Regions from separate parts of the Nomascus leucogenys genome. Here region 1 is linked to region 2. The links are chromatin contacts, called in public Hi-C maps. All regions are on one chromosome and are shown on one strand. The core of a region is the stretch at or near the end of the contact, and the rest is flanking DNA. Distances in the headings are between cores, read along the strand shown.

Evidence for each region. Hi-C and Micro-C count contacts between places; a contact is called where the count stands out from the background.
Region 1: a Hi-C map of a lymphoblastoid cell line shows a contact between it and region 2, with 4 times the contacts expected there. The contact joins the enhancer-like site here to the promoter of PIK3C2B in region 2. A contact is called at or near these places in 3 of 4 Hi-C or Micro-C datasets (a lymphoblastoid cell line and an unstated tissue).

What each region holds. Positions count from the first base shown.
Region 1 is chr5:56,237,976-56,245,002 of Asia_NLE_v1, reverse strand. PIK3C2B (phosphatidylinositol 4-phosphate 3-kinase C2 domain-containing subunit beta) reads right to left here. Exons shown (of 32, transcript XR_004030127.1): 12 at 5,864-5,986; 13 at 1,358-1,525; 14 at 691-802. Among named protein-coding and RNA genes, the nearest start is that of PPP1R15B, 40 kb to the left of the region's middle. Within about 2 kb of position 5,177, the one cell type or tissue checked has an H3K27ac peak away from gene starts, as active enhancers do. A contact at or near this core is called in a lymphoblastoid cell line, where this site is marked.
Region 2 is chr5:56,193,942-56,201,286 of Asia_NLE_v1, reverse strand. PIK3C2B (phosphatidylinositol 4-phosphate 3-kinase C2 domain-containing subunit beta) reads right to left here and starts at 5,475. Exons shown (of 32, transcript XR_004030127.1): 1 at 4,165-5,475.

The DNA of each region.
Region 1 (7,027 bases), core at 3,928-6,427, 44 kb before region 2:
GTGGTGTGCGCCTGTAGTCTCATCTAGTCGGGAGGCTGAAGTGGGAGGATGATTTGTGCCTGGGAGGCAGAGGTTGCAGTGAGCCAAGATTGTGCCATTGCATTCCAGCCTGGGTGACAGAGATCCTGTCTCCAAAAAAAAAAAAAAAAACAAAAAAACCTGCCTCAGGGAGCTTTCATTCTATGTCAACATTCATACTCCATACCAAAGTATCTCATAACCACAAGAAGGGGAAGCTGGGAACTGAGAACTACACCTTGGGCATGACCAGCTCCTCCTCTTCTCCCTGGAGAATAGGTCCATCCTGCCAAAGCACTGAGTCACTGGCAGGGGGAAAGGTATCCCCTCAGGCCCTAAGAGGGCACAGGTCAGGTTTGATCAGACTTAGAAGTATGAAGATTCAATACAAGGGACTCAGAAGCTGAGCTCTGAATGCAGAGGGTCTCAGACCCCATCTTCAGGCTCCACGAAATCAATTTAACCTCCAGGAGATGGGAGATGGATACCCTACAGCTCACCTCACAATCCACATCTAACCATATTCCCTCAGTTGCTTCAGTCACATCATCCTCCCATGCTTGAAGTTCTAGCACTCTCTCCTGCTGTCCCAGCCCAAATCTCCAGGAGAAAAATGTAGAGTTGACTGGAATGGTCTTGCTGGTGAGTGGGAGGGAAGGGCTAAAGCCTCACCTGCAGGATGACACTGTCTGGCTGGTGGAAATTAGGTGCACTCCAACGGGCACTGGGGTTTTCCTGTGTTGCTGGCCATAAACCCAGAAGCTTCCGGCCACATGTCAGGACCCTAAGAAGGAGGCAGAGTGGGAAGAGCCGCTAAAATGGCTAAGCAGAGAGTATTTCTCCTGCTCCCCCAATCCAAAAATCTGCCTTTTCTGTTTGAAGCCACCATCCAACTCCCCTCTCTCATTCTCCCCATAGACCATAGCCTCTTCCTTCTACCAAGTCCTGTAAAAGCTCACGCCCTCCAAGAGGACTTGTGAGCTAACCACACCCCGGTCTGGATGACTTGGTGGCAGGGATGCCTTCGTGAGGTGGGGAGGCTGGGCTAGATGACCTCTAAGGTTCTTCCAATGACAAGACCAGATGATCTATTACCCAAGCATTGCTTTTCCATGTATCCTCAACATGGTCCTGTGCCACCAGAACCGCTCAGTGGCTCTTGGTTACATCAATAGTCCTGGTCACCAGTTCTGTGCTTGGGGATCCTCTGGACTTCATCAGTGAGCCCCACATGGCCAACTCTCCCAAGGTGCACTGGCCAGTGCAGCAGCCAGGCCCCTTTCTCTGTCCCCCTCCTCCCCTTCCAAGGCCAAGAAGCTGTACCCTGGGGCTCACATACTGCCTGAAGTTGAAGAGTGGGGTAGTGACCCAGCCCAGGGCTTCAGGCACCCGCCGCTGCTTGTTGGCCTCCGAGGAGCTCCCCGGTGGGGGGATGGGCAGAGCATAGAGAGTGGCACACAGCAGTGTCTCCCGAGGCAGCCGGTTCACCTGCACTGGGAAGCAGATCCTATGGAGGACAGGAAGTCAAATTAGGAGGGGCCCCTCCTGTGGCTTCAAGCAACAGGTGGCCCAGGAAGTCAGGCTGAGGCTGAGGCTGAGGCTACAGCCTCCCTCTCGGGGTTCAGACACACTCCCTGAGGAAGCCCTCCTCCTGCAGAACCAGGAGAGGTCCCAAACTAGGCGAAACCCCCACTGGATGTTCCCAGAAGCACAATGTGGTGTCCTTGGAGCTTTGCAGTAGAGTGAGGCAAACATCCTGATTTTGAGGCTACCCATAGTGCCTGGACAGAACTTGCTTAGCACAGCCACCTCAGAGTTCAGGTGATGACACGTCCCATGTTGTCAGCCTTGCTCCTTTCCTTGTTTTAGAATTTCTGCAGAGCATCCACAAAGCTACTCCTTTTGTCCTCCTTTTCCATTTGACAGTCCCCATCCCTCCCCCACTTCTTGCTGCTGAGAGCCACCAGGAAGAAGCACCATGTTCTCTGCCCTCGGTTCACCCTCCCCCACAGCCCTCTCACTTGTCCTCACAGGAGTCCCCTTCACCCAGCCCCAGGGACACACGATAGGTTTTTCTCACCCCCACTCCCAAACAGATTCAAAGCCAAAGGGACAAAGAGGAGGGGTTTCTCCAAGTCCCCCAGTGGTAAGAAAGCCAATGGCAGGGCCAAGAGAACTGAGACACATAAGCCCCACCACTATTCAAGCCCATAAGTTCTCTCCAGGTCTCTCAGTCTGAATCACACCTAGCCACTCCCTCTAAGCTCAGGATAAGGAACTGCTGGGTGGGGTGAAGTACACAGGGGAGGGGAGCTGTGGAAAGGCAGGGAGGACCCACGTTACCTTTCGGGGAAGCTGTCCCTGGGCCAAAGTCCATACTGTCACACCCTCCTGGCCAGCCCAGGGCCCAGCAACTTCTATGCCAGAGAGCACAGAGGCAGGGCGGCCACCCCCAAGGTTAGCTGTTTCATGATAAAGCAGCCTGCCTCCACCGCTGTCCTCCAGAGGAATCTCCACCTAAGTGAGGCACTCCCTCCAGCCCACCACAGACTGGCAGAGCCCTGCTCTGTCCCAGCTGCCTCTACCCTGGGGGCCCACAGCTATAATTAGGGCCCCTCCAGCAGCCAGCAGACATGCCAGGCCAGGGCTTGGCTAGAGGTGACAAAGCACGGCTGCTGAGCCTATTTTGAGAGTTAGCTGATCCCTGGACCGCTACAGTGGGGCAGAGAATCAGCTGACCCCATAGCAAAGGGGAGAGGGAGCTGGTCCTGAGCCCTTTCTTTTCGCCCAAGGAAGAAGCTTCCAGCTTCATGTCTTAAGGAAAAGGGGAGTGAGAAGACTTTATGAGTGAAACCAGAGTGAGCCAAGGCCCTCTTCCCTTCAGTCCTTGGGTATATCTGGTATTCCACAACCTCTCCCACAGACCTTCACCCAGGGCTGGTCAGGATAATCATTACGTTGGCTGTGGCCCTTACCTTCCTCCCTGAGAAACCCCTCTCCTTCCTGCAGCCCATTCAACATCGTATCACACAGGCTGCCTCCTCCAGGAAGGATTCCTGGAATGTGCTGGTTGGCTCTAGTCCTGGTTCTGCCACTCACAATCCTGGGCAACTTAACTCCCATCTCTGTGCCTCAGTTTCTCATCAGGGAAAAGGGGAACATAGCTTCACTTGCATGATGTGTGTGCACTGTGTACTTTTTGCTATGTGACGCTGTGGTTACTGCATTGGCACTGGCTTATACAGATAGTATTTTCATGCGCACGTATCCCCATGTATCAGCCAGTTTGTCAGTCGCTTGGAACAGAGAAACCAAAACCAAGAGGGCTCCCCAGCTAAGAAGCCTGTGCCAAGTACTTTATTTACAGTGTCCTAACTGCTCCTCAAACAATCCTGTAGGGTAGGCCCTATTATCGCCACCATTCTAGGTTGAAAGACCTGCCGGAGGCTGCAACTACAGTAGGAAGGAGAGAATGACTGGCCCAAAGCCTGTCCTCAGAACGCTGGCACGCCTTCCCCCAAATGTCCTGGTCTTGACCATGAAGGGCCAAGAAGTCTCATTCGGGGCATCTGGATGGGCAGTGCAAGATAATGCCCTTCACAAGGCTCTAGGCAGGGGACTGGCCCTTTAAAATTCAAGGTAGGGATCTCAGGGAACAAAATGAAACTCATGGGGCAGGCTGGGCTGCCTCTCTACCTCTGATACTGTATGAGAAAAGGATTTAAGCCCAATTTTTTAAAGTCCTCCTGGGCCAGAACACTGTACAGCACCCCATTCTTTTTTTTTTTTTTTTTTTTTTTGAGACAGGGTCTCGCTCTGTTGCCGAGGCTGGATGCTCACTGCAGCCTTGACCTCCCAGGCTCAAGTGATTCTCCCACCTCAGCCTCCTAAGTAGCTGGGACCGCAGGTGTATGCCACCACACTCGGCTAATTTTTTGTATTTTTTGTAGAGATTGGGTCTCCCTTGTTGCCCAGGCTGGCACCCCTTCTCTTGACAGCAGCAGCAATTGTGACCAAAAAATCCCAAGGGAATGGTGGAACTCGAGGGCCATTTAATGCAGCTATCCTCTGCCCGCAAGGAGTTTCTCCTGTCCTGGCAGTTGTTTGCTTAAGGACCTTTAATGCACACCCTGTGTGCTTTTTTTTTTTTTTTTTTTTAAGATAGGGTCTCACTCTGTTGCCCAGGCTACAGTGCAGTGGTGTGATCATGGCTCACTGCAGCCTCCACCTCCCAGGCTCAATTGACTCTCCCACCTCAGCCTCTTAAGTAGCTAGGATTACAGATGCATGCCACCACACTCGGCTCATTTAAAATAATTTTTTAGTAGAGATAAGGCCTCTTTGTGTTGCCCAGGCTGGTCTCAAATTCCTGAGCTCAAGTGATCGTCCCACCTTGGCCTCCCAAAGTGCGGCGACTACAGGTGTGAGCCATCGTGCCCAGCCATATACACCTTTATTGCTCTAAGAATTACCTAAGTGTGAAGGGCATAAGAAAGGGTCCATTTTCCCAGTTGTCCATCTGTAAAAGGACCCACCTCTTCCAGCATCTCCAGATTCTTCATCTACCTATTTTGCATCCTCGGCCTCCCCAGGACCCTCCCTCAGTCTCTTTAATCTGTGCTCCAAACACTTAGCTTGCAGTGCTGCTCTGCAAATGAGGACTCTAATATAGTCAGTGTGGGGAAGCAAAGCTGGGGGCAGCAAACAGGGGATTTTCTGACTGACTGGAAGGAAGGTAGAGCATAGCACAGACGAGGCACAGGGCAGGAAAACCCCTGCAGTGTCCCCATTCAAGCAAGGCACCCTCTCCTCCATTTCCTTCCTGCTTTGCTTGGCTGACGCCTACCTTCCCAACACCAAATTATTGTTTACATGTGGTGATTAATACCACCTTGTGCTTTTGGTTTCATATTTATATTTATAACCCACCTATCTCATCTTGACGCCATAACTGCCTCTGAGTGAAACAAATGTCCCCATTTCTCAGTTTGAGAAAATGAGGCACAGAAAGAATAGAGAGAAAGTAGTATTTGAGACAGAGCTAGAAATAGAGGCTCACTCCTGGGAATCCAAGCTCAATATTCTTTCTCTAGACAACCCTCCCTTCTCTATATATAAAGGGAAAAGCACAGTCTCCTTGCCATAGTCTACAGGAACTGAGGGAAGAAGGAAGAGGATGAGAAGCCCTCCAACTACTTAAACTCTTTAAGGGAGACAAGATCAGAAAATAAAGTATTATTAAAATTAACAACTAACATTTATATGTTTTTTATGGTTTACAAAGAGCCTTTATAGATACTTCTCATTGGATCCTCATGAGAACTTGAGAGGTGGTAATTATACTTGGCTCCTTTAAGAGTCAGAGAAGTGGAGGCCAGGCGCGGCGGCTCATGCCTGTAATCCCAGCACTTTGGGAGGCCGAGGCGGGCGGATCACGAGGTCAGGAGATCGAGACCATCCTAGCTAACACATGGAAACCCCATCTCTGCTAAAAACACAAAAAATTAGCTGGGTGTGGTGGCGGGCGCCTGTAGTCCCAGCTACTCTGGAGGCTGAAGCAGGAGAATGGCGTGAACCTGGGAGGCGGAGCTTGCAGTGAACCGAGATCGCAACACTGCACTCCAGCTTGGGCAACAAAGCGAGGCTCCCTCTCAAAAAAAAAAAAAAAAAAAAAAGGAGTCAGGGAAGTGGAGACTCAAGAGGTTGAATGACTTGTCCAGTTAGGGTTAACAAGGAAGACTGGTTTTATCATTTGTCCTGGACTAGTTATCTGGCCCCAGGGATATTTCAGAGGCTGAGCAGGTCTGCAGTGACCTGGGCACTGGAGCCTGGGGGAAGGGCTTACTGCTGGTCCCAGATGATGAGGTGGAAGAGGTACTTGGAGAAGTGAGCTCTTCGGGTCTGCAGGGGGCTGCACAGCTCCTTGCCGCCATGGCTGAGGGAGCAGGAGAGGTAGAAATCTTCATAGCTACAAAAGAAAGGGAGCAGGTCAGGACACCCAGCTCCCAAAACCAATCACCCAAACCTATGCATCCCTCTAAGGCCAAAATCCATTTCCCCTGGTAAAACTCTCAGTCTCTGAGGGCTGTAACACGGGATCTCCGGATAGGACAGCCAAACTGGATGTAAGGAAATGTGCTCAGGCCAAAGCAACTCAATCTGGATTCCTCTGCTCGGTTTTAGGCTCCACGCTGAGCCTTGTGGTTTTTCTTTCTTTAATGGGAACCGGCCACCCAGCCTCTTTATAGAAACCTCCAGCCCATTGAGTGTCTGTGTGTGCGTGCGTGTGTGTGCGCGCACGTGCATGCGCAAGTGAGAAGGGTGGGGGAGGAAGACGACATATGCCGACATGAATGCCAACACACGGGGGTCCCTGTGGCTCATGACAGGTGCCTGACAGAAGAGGTCAGAGAAGGCCCCGGTTTCCCAGGCTGCCTCCTTTGTTCTCTGCCAATCGCCCAGAGGAATACATTAAGTGAGGAACAAAGAGAGAAGGGGAAGGGGGTTGGGGAAAGGGGACTGGCAGGGGCGGGGTAGGGCCCAGTGCCTATTCCCTCAGGCCTTGGATGCTGGGGACCCAATAGAGGCGTTGAGGATTCTACCAGAAGAACATCCTCCTCCACCCACCCCCGCAGGCCTAGAGAACCCCAGACAAAGGGTCAATCCCACCTCCCCGCCCCCTCCCACTGGCCAGGGAGCTGCACTCTATCTGGGAATCGGCCATCTGTTGCCACGTTTCCTTCCACTGGTCTTGGATCTGGAGGGGGCAGGGATGCAGAGGCAGCCAGCACCAAGAGGGAATAACAGGATCTTCTTCATCTCCTAAGGGACCTCCTCTCTCCTCTAGGATGTTCCCAGCCCAAGTCCTCCTCAGGCACTTGGCTCATCCCCGCAGCCCCATTGCACCACAATGTCACACAATGCCACACATCCTAAGACTTAGGACAGTGGTATTACATGCAGATAGGAAAAAGCCCTGGTGGAGGTCAAACTCAGCTTGCTCCCTAGT
Region 2 (7,345 bases), core at 4,226-6,725:
ACTTGGGGTGAGTGAATGCCATCCCAATGTCCCAGTGTTTTGGGGAAGTAAATTTCCCAAAGACAAAGCCACTAACTGGGTCGGCACGAAACTCCAAAGTGCTGCAGGATAAGTCCTTTCATGGGTCATGTTGTGATCTGCGGGGTAGGGGTTCAGTTCCAGCATTGCTACTAACTGCATGACCTTGAGAAAGTCACTTTTTCTCAGGGAAGTGATGGCCCAGGTCCTTTCCAGTTTTGATACTCTATGTGATCATACAAAAATGCAAGAACAAGCTGGGAGAGGTGACTCATGCCCATAATCCCAACACTTTGGGAGGCTGAGGTGGGAGGATCACTTGAGACCAGAAGTTCGAGATCAGTCTAGGCAACATAGTGAAATCCTGTCTCAACAGAAAAAGAAAAAACAAAAATGCAAGAATAGTCCCTCAAGTTTCATTTTATAAAACAGATGCAAAATGAAGCAGATATGAAAATACCAAAACAGAGGCTGAGGCAGGAGAATGGTGTGAACCCGGGAGGCGGAGCTTGCAGTGAGCTGAGATTGCACCACTGCACTCCAGCCTGGGCAACAGAGTGAGACTCCGTCTGAAAAAAACAAACAAACAAACAAAAAAAAAACCAAAACAAGAAATCTGCCTTAATTTCCCCAGGATCTTCCAAGTCCCAAACCTTCTATTAGTGTTGCTCAGAAGGCAGCAATGTGACTTGATCAGATTATCCTACATCTCTTCCTTCCTTGGAAGGTAGACATGGAAATAAAAATGCATAGAAAAGCAGATGAGGCCCAGAAAAATTTATTATGCCTATATGCCCATGAGATGTCCCAGGCTGGTGACGTCTCATGGGCATTCAAGGAATCCCTTAAGAATGAATTCTGAGGCTGGACATGGTGACTCACACCTGTAATCCCGGCCCTTTGGGAGACTGAGGCAGGCAGATCACCTGAGGTCAGGAGTTTGAGACCAGCCTGGCCAACATGGTGAAACCCTGTCTCTACTAAAAATACAAAAAATTAGCCAGGCATGGTGGCACACGCCTGTAATCCCAGCTACTTGGGAGGCTGAGGCACAAGAATCCCTCGAACCTGGGAGATGGAGGTTGCAGTGAGCCGAGATGGCACCACTGCACTCCAGTCTGGGTGACAGGGCTCGCCTCTGTCTCAAAAAAAAAAAAAAAAAAAAAAAATGAATTCTGAGGCTGGACATAGTGGCTCATGCCTATAATCCTAACCCTTTGGGAGGCCAAGGCAGGAGGTTCCTTTGAGGCCAGGAGTTTGAGACCAGCCTGGGCAACATACTGAGACCCCATCTCTACAAAAAATTTAAAAATTAGCCACACATAGTGGTGCATGCCTATAGTCCAAGCTACTCAGGGTGGGGGCTGAGGTTGAAGGATCACTTGAGCCCACCGCACTCCAGCCTAGGCAACAGGGAGAGACCCTGTCTCAAGAACAAACAAAAAGAATGAATTCCACAATTTTGCTGTCCCTTTCTGTTCTCCCAAGACCCAATATCTCTCTGAGTAGCACTGAGGCTATGAGCACAGGGTATGGAGTGAGACTGCTTGCTTCAAATCCCACCTCTACCATTTACTAGCTGGCTAACATCAGTGGGTGTTAGCGATTACATTACTTGCCAGCTCAGCACTATCCTCTCTATAGGCAGTAGCCAGCCTTTGGAAGGTGTTTATCCCTCCTCAATTCCTACAAATATCATGAGGCAGCCTTTCCTTCTCTCTCAGTTCCCATCCTGCCAACACTATTTAAAGAAAAATACCCAAGGAATACAGCAGTTACCTTGGTATTGTCACATTACTCTTTCCTTAGCAAGAAAGAAACGGTCCCAAAACATTCCCTACTCCATGTGGCCCTCAGATCCCACCCTATCCCCATCCCTGACAGTTCTCCCTCCCTTATGAGGGAGGCTAAACCCAGTATGAATAATCATTTGTAAAGTACTCTGTAGTGTTCAGGGTACTTTTGCACACATGATTCTGTTTAGTTCTTGGTAAGCAGTATTTCAGTATTAATCCTGTGAGCCATGGCTACTCCCCCACCTCCATTTTACAAATATACAGACTAAATCTTAGGTCCACAAATTGTCAGTGCTCACATAGCTAAAAAGAAAGTCATACGAAGACACTGTTTTCTCTACTACTTCACATTATGATGTCCAAGTTCACATCCTGGGAACATGAGCCTGAACCTTATGGCTAGTTACAAGCCCCTGAAAGGAACAGAGACCTCATTTTTCTACCCACTGGTCCAGGCCAGGGCTATCCTGGCTGAAGGACCACAGACATGATATAGATGCAAAGCACCAGGCACAGGAGGAGTGGGGACACCACCAAGCAGGGACCAAAGGCCCAAGAGGGTATAGAGTATCTGCCAGAGCATACTAGGTCATGACAAAGACCAAAGGCATTACAGACCACCAAGGAAGTCCAAAGGAGCTCCCCCCAAAACAGCCCAAGTCCCCAGATAAACTGACCCTTCCTCACCCAGCACACCCCCTTGGCCCTTTCTCACTCATGCTTCCAGTGGAGAAGGAAATGGACAAGCAGCCAGGCCTGAGAACTTGATCAGATTCATCCATACACACTGAGCAGTAAGCTCAGAGCCATGGCAATCAAACCTCAGGCTCACCCAAAGGCCAAAGGAGAAGTAGCCACAGTCTGGGTCTAGGGCTCCAGCTTGGAGCCACCATCTCTTCAGACACTGGCTGCCAAGCAGAGCTATAAAATGTGCCTCGACTTAATTTTTCCATGGACACAACCTCAAGATGGGACCGCCAAACTCTGGAGGAGCTGGAATTCCAAAGGCTCACTGCCTCTGCTCTGGGATCGGCAGCTGGAGTTGGGGAGAGGGAAGTATTTGGGGGTCGGCATTGCCACCCCCTGGGCCATTTCTCTTCCTAATATCTTCCCAAGGCCTGATACAGCAACAGAGTAAGTTTTCATTCAGCACTGATTCAGGGTTGGAATTTAGTACAAATTGCTTACATCTGCCTGGCCATATCCCAAATAGGTAGTTTAGAGCAAGGAGGAGGGGCAGCATTGGCCCACTTCTTGGAGCCTGGGTAGCTGCCTGCTAAAGAATCTGGTGCCATGCTGGGACCAGCCAGCCCAGGGTACAAAACTCTCCAACAGAGTTGAGAAAAAACAGCCCAAGAGGGCTGCCAGAGACAATACAGCGATTCCATCCCAGGCATGATTGGAAGGGCTGAGGCAGGGAAGCTACGAAGACCCCAGAAGCGGGTGGAGATGGAGAAAAGGCAGGCCTGAAGGAGCAAGAGCGATGGCAGAAAACACACACACACACACACACACACACACACACACACACACACACACACACACACTCTTCAACATCAGCCAACTAGGGTGTGTGTACTAACCTCATACATTTGGTAACCTCTTCCCACAACCCAGGAGCCTGCCAAGCCCCTGGGCTCCCCACCCTACTCCACCCCACACCAGCTTGGCAGCCTTGCTTGCGCTTCCTGCTGCGATTGCTCCTCCAACATCAAAGTCACCGCTGTCGGGAGCTGAAAACGAGGGACAAGTATAGGCCAGGAGAGCAGCGCCTTCTCCCAGCACCGGCGAACTCAGGCCTGAGGGTCCCTCTCCCTCCTTCAAGCTTTCAGTCTCCTTTTGCTGCAGTATCCTTATAAGGGAGAATCCAATCCTACCCTCCGCCCGGCTAAGAAATGTACACATTCCCCAGGCTAGATGCCGACTTCTCACCCAGTCCACAGAAGGCACTAACCCCATCACAGGACAGGTTTTGCTTTTTTTATTTCTCATCTTAAATAAACAAACCCCAAAGCCATTGGCTGGTTCAGATCGCCCTGCAGCTGGGAGCCAGGAAGTGTGTTTAGCGAGAAGGGGGTGGGGACGCGGGTGCCTGGAGCCCCAGAGGCCCTGAAGCTGCTGGAGTGGAGTGGGGTGGGGTGAGGGGCAACCTGCTCTGCCCGGCGGGCAGGAGCTCGGGCTCCCACGGCGTCCGCCGCTCAGCCAGCCGCCAGGAACCCTCGGCTGCTTCCATTGTTGCACCTCCGCTGTTGCCATGTTGGAGGGAGAGCCCCCTGACCTCGGCTGCCTCCACTCTGGGGGCACTTTACAGACCCTGGGGCCGATGCAACCCGCAGGGTGCGTGTCCTACCTGCGCTAGCTGCGGGGTCTGCTGCAACACCCGACGTGTCTTGTGCCCGGCGACGTGGGCTGCTCGCTCCGCGCCTCCCGGGCTCGCTCTGCGGCTCCAGGCGCCTCTTGCACCAGCGCGAGAGGAGCTGGCCGGCCGCACGCCGCCTGCTCCCGGGCCGCTTCCCTCTCCAGGCTCCGCACAGACCCTAGGCTCCAAGGGGCAGAGGGAGAGGTAGCAAAGGGCGCAAGGACCAGCTTGTGGGGGTGGGGAGGGGTGCTCTCTGCTGAGAGCGTGCGCGAGCTCGCAGAGTCAGGCCACCCCGGGTGAGACAATAGCGGGAGCAGCGGGCGAGAGAGGGGAAGCCATCTCCCGGACACCCGACGCACTGCACGGCGACGCAAGGCTCGGCCAGACCCTGCCTGGACAGGCTGCCACCCGGCCGCCGGCTCCAGCCGCGGCGCCGAATCCGCCGCGAGCCGGAGGGCGGGGCGGCTGCTGGAACCCGGGCCGCCCTTCACCTCTCCCCTCCCCTTCCCCCTCCTCTTCTCTTCTCCTCTCCTCCTCTCCCCTCCGACTCCCGCCCCACTTGCCATTGCGTGGGGGAAGAGAAACGCGCTGGCGTCAAGTTGTGCTCTGCAACCCAAGATCCAGGATTTCCACTCCCCACTTGGGTGAGGGTTTTTGCGGATGGTCGTTACTTTCCCCTGCTGGAACCCCTTGGCTTTGGGTCAGAGGAAAGCGCAATCATTCTGCTAGAAATGACGGTGCTGAGGTCCAGTTATCCGTTTCAGGAATTTCTACCATAATTACGGTAGCGATGTTCGGGGGATCCCCTACCTTGAGGGTTAAGTTGGGGTAGAGAGAGGCCGTCTCCGGGCTTTACATGCTCAGTGTCATTCGTCTTTCTGTCTCCTTCCTTCCTCCCTTTCTGGAAGGGGAGTCTTGTCTGTTTTTGTATTCGCCCAGGTGGATCTTCCGAGCTGCGATCCAGAAAATAGCAGTCAACCTAAGTAGGGAGAGGAGATAGAGGATCCTCCAACCCAACTAGGGTAGTGAGAAAAAAAAAAAAAAATCCTTTCATACAATATGTTATATTTAAATTTTCTACTCTAAATACCTTTCTTCCAGCAGTGGTCTCTGGAAGAATTTTCCCAAAGGCTCCACCCAAAAGAAACCATGAGTTGGCCAGCTCCTCGTTTGCATTTGGTTTGCATAGTACCAACGATCACTAATCTCAAAGTATATTTTCCTAAAAACGTGAATCGTGTTTTCCTCCACTGCCCTCATTTCTTCTTTCTTTCTCGACAGACTATGAAGATTAACACCTGGTCCTCAGCCTCTCAAGTAAAACCATGATTAAATAAATTTGTTATGCTTTTCTCTTGTTAACTTGTCTTTTGTTATAGAAGTGTTGGCTGTGACTCTTATGATGGGGAGGAAAGGGATCACTCCCCTTTCTGATCCTACAGTGCCTTCTGTACCCAATGCTTGTGACTTTCAGTAGTCCACTTCGCCCTCTGAATATCAAGAATAGCGTCCTCATCTATCACGCAGGGCTTTCATAATGATCAAAGGAGAGAATGTAGGTGAAACATCTTGATAATTAACTGAAGGCAGCTTGGTCTGCACATATGTCGTAATGTATATAATGCTACTCCTGATCTCAGGAGCCGGAATCTCAAAACTGTGCCAGAGCTGTGGCAGTGGGGATGAAAAAAAACGGGCAGATACAAGAGATACTTATGAAGAGAAATCAATAATATTTGATAAATATATAAAATGTAGGAAATTAGGGAAGAGGAGGACTCTGGAATTACTCCCTACGTGAAGCCTTAGAAATTGTTGGCAGGTGGTACCATTCCCTAAGTTAGGGACAATTAGGAAGACAGGGCCCAGGTGTTGGCAGAGGGATCTTGAGCTTAATTTTGAACATGTTGGGTTTGAGGTATCTATGGAATGTCTAGATGGGGATGTCTAGTAGACAGCAAACTTATGAAACTAAACTCATATTGGGGTGTGGACAAGTGATAGCAGCTTTGGATTCTGTAGGTTATAGGTAGTCAGTGAAGTTATAAGCCTGTATGAGGTCATCCAGATGGGCATAAAGAGGAAAGAAGAAGCAACCAGAGAGGTAAGAGAAAAACTGGAGGCCACAGAGTGTCAGAAACTAGGGTGGGAGAATCTCAGAAGAGAATGACTGGATAACCAGTGCAGCAGGAACCTCCAGGAGGGTAGGGCTGGAAAATGCCCTTTGGGTGGGCAAGAAAGTCACTGGTGCTCATGGAGTAAGAGTGGTCATAGTTAAACCAGCCTCCAGTGGGTTCTAGGCCTGATTCATTCCCTGATTCAAAGCTGGTGCTCAATAAATTATTGGTCAGTAAGTGAACGAATGAACCTGGATCTAGAATAAAAGGGACATGGTTTTTCTAGAAGCTTGGCAATTTAAGACAAGGAGAAATATAAGGCAGTGGGTAGAGGGGAATGCAGGATCAGAGGAGAGATTTTTTTTTTTCTTTTCAGGATAAGAAAGGCTTAAGCATGTCCATATGCTGAAGAGTAAGACCAAGGAGAGCGAGATCATGAATAGGAGGGAGTTGGGACCCAGGCATATGGGGTGGAGCTGCCTCTGATATCTTTGAGAGGAAGGCTGTACAAAAGCAGAGGCATTTGTAGACTGGTAAAGAGACTAGAACTTGAGACTAGATGTTGAGAGGACTGGTTGCTGCCTGGTAGTCTCTAAGCAATCTGCTGAGAGAGAAAGGCTCAAGATGAGGTTAAAGGCTTAAAGAAAGTGGTTCAGGTTGCTGGGCACGGTGGCTCATGCCTATAATCCCAGAACTTCGGGAGGCTGAGGTGGGTGGATCACCTAAAGTTGGAAGTTCCAGACCAGCCTGACCAACATGGAGAAACCCCGTCTCTACTAAAAATATATATATAAAAAAAAAGCTGGGTGTGGTGGCGCATGTCTGTAATACCAGCTACTCGGGAGGCGAAGGCAGGAGAATCGCTTGAACCAGGGAAGCAGAGGTTGCGGTGAGCCGAGATCGCGCCATTGCACTCCAGGCTGGGCAACAAGAGTGAAACTCCATCTCAAAAAAAAAAAAAAGTGGTTAAGGTTAAGATAGAAAGGAATAAGGAATGAGAGTGGTAGCTCCAGAGAGAGGAGAAAGAGAGAAAATTGTCAGCAGAGTTGAAGATA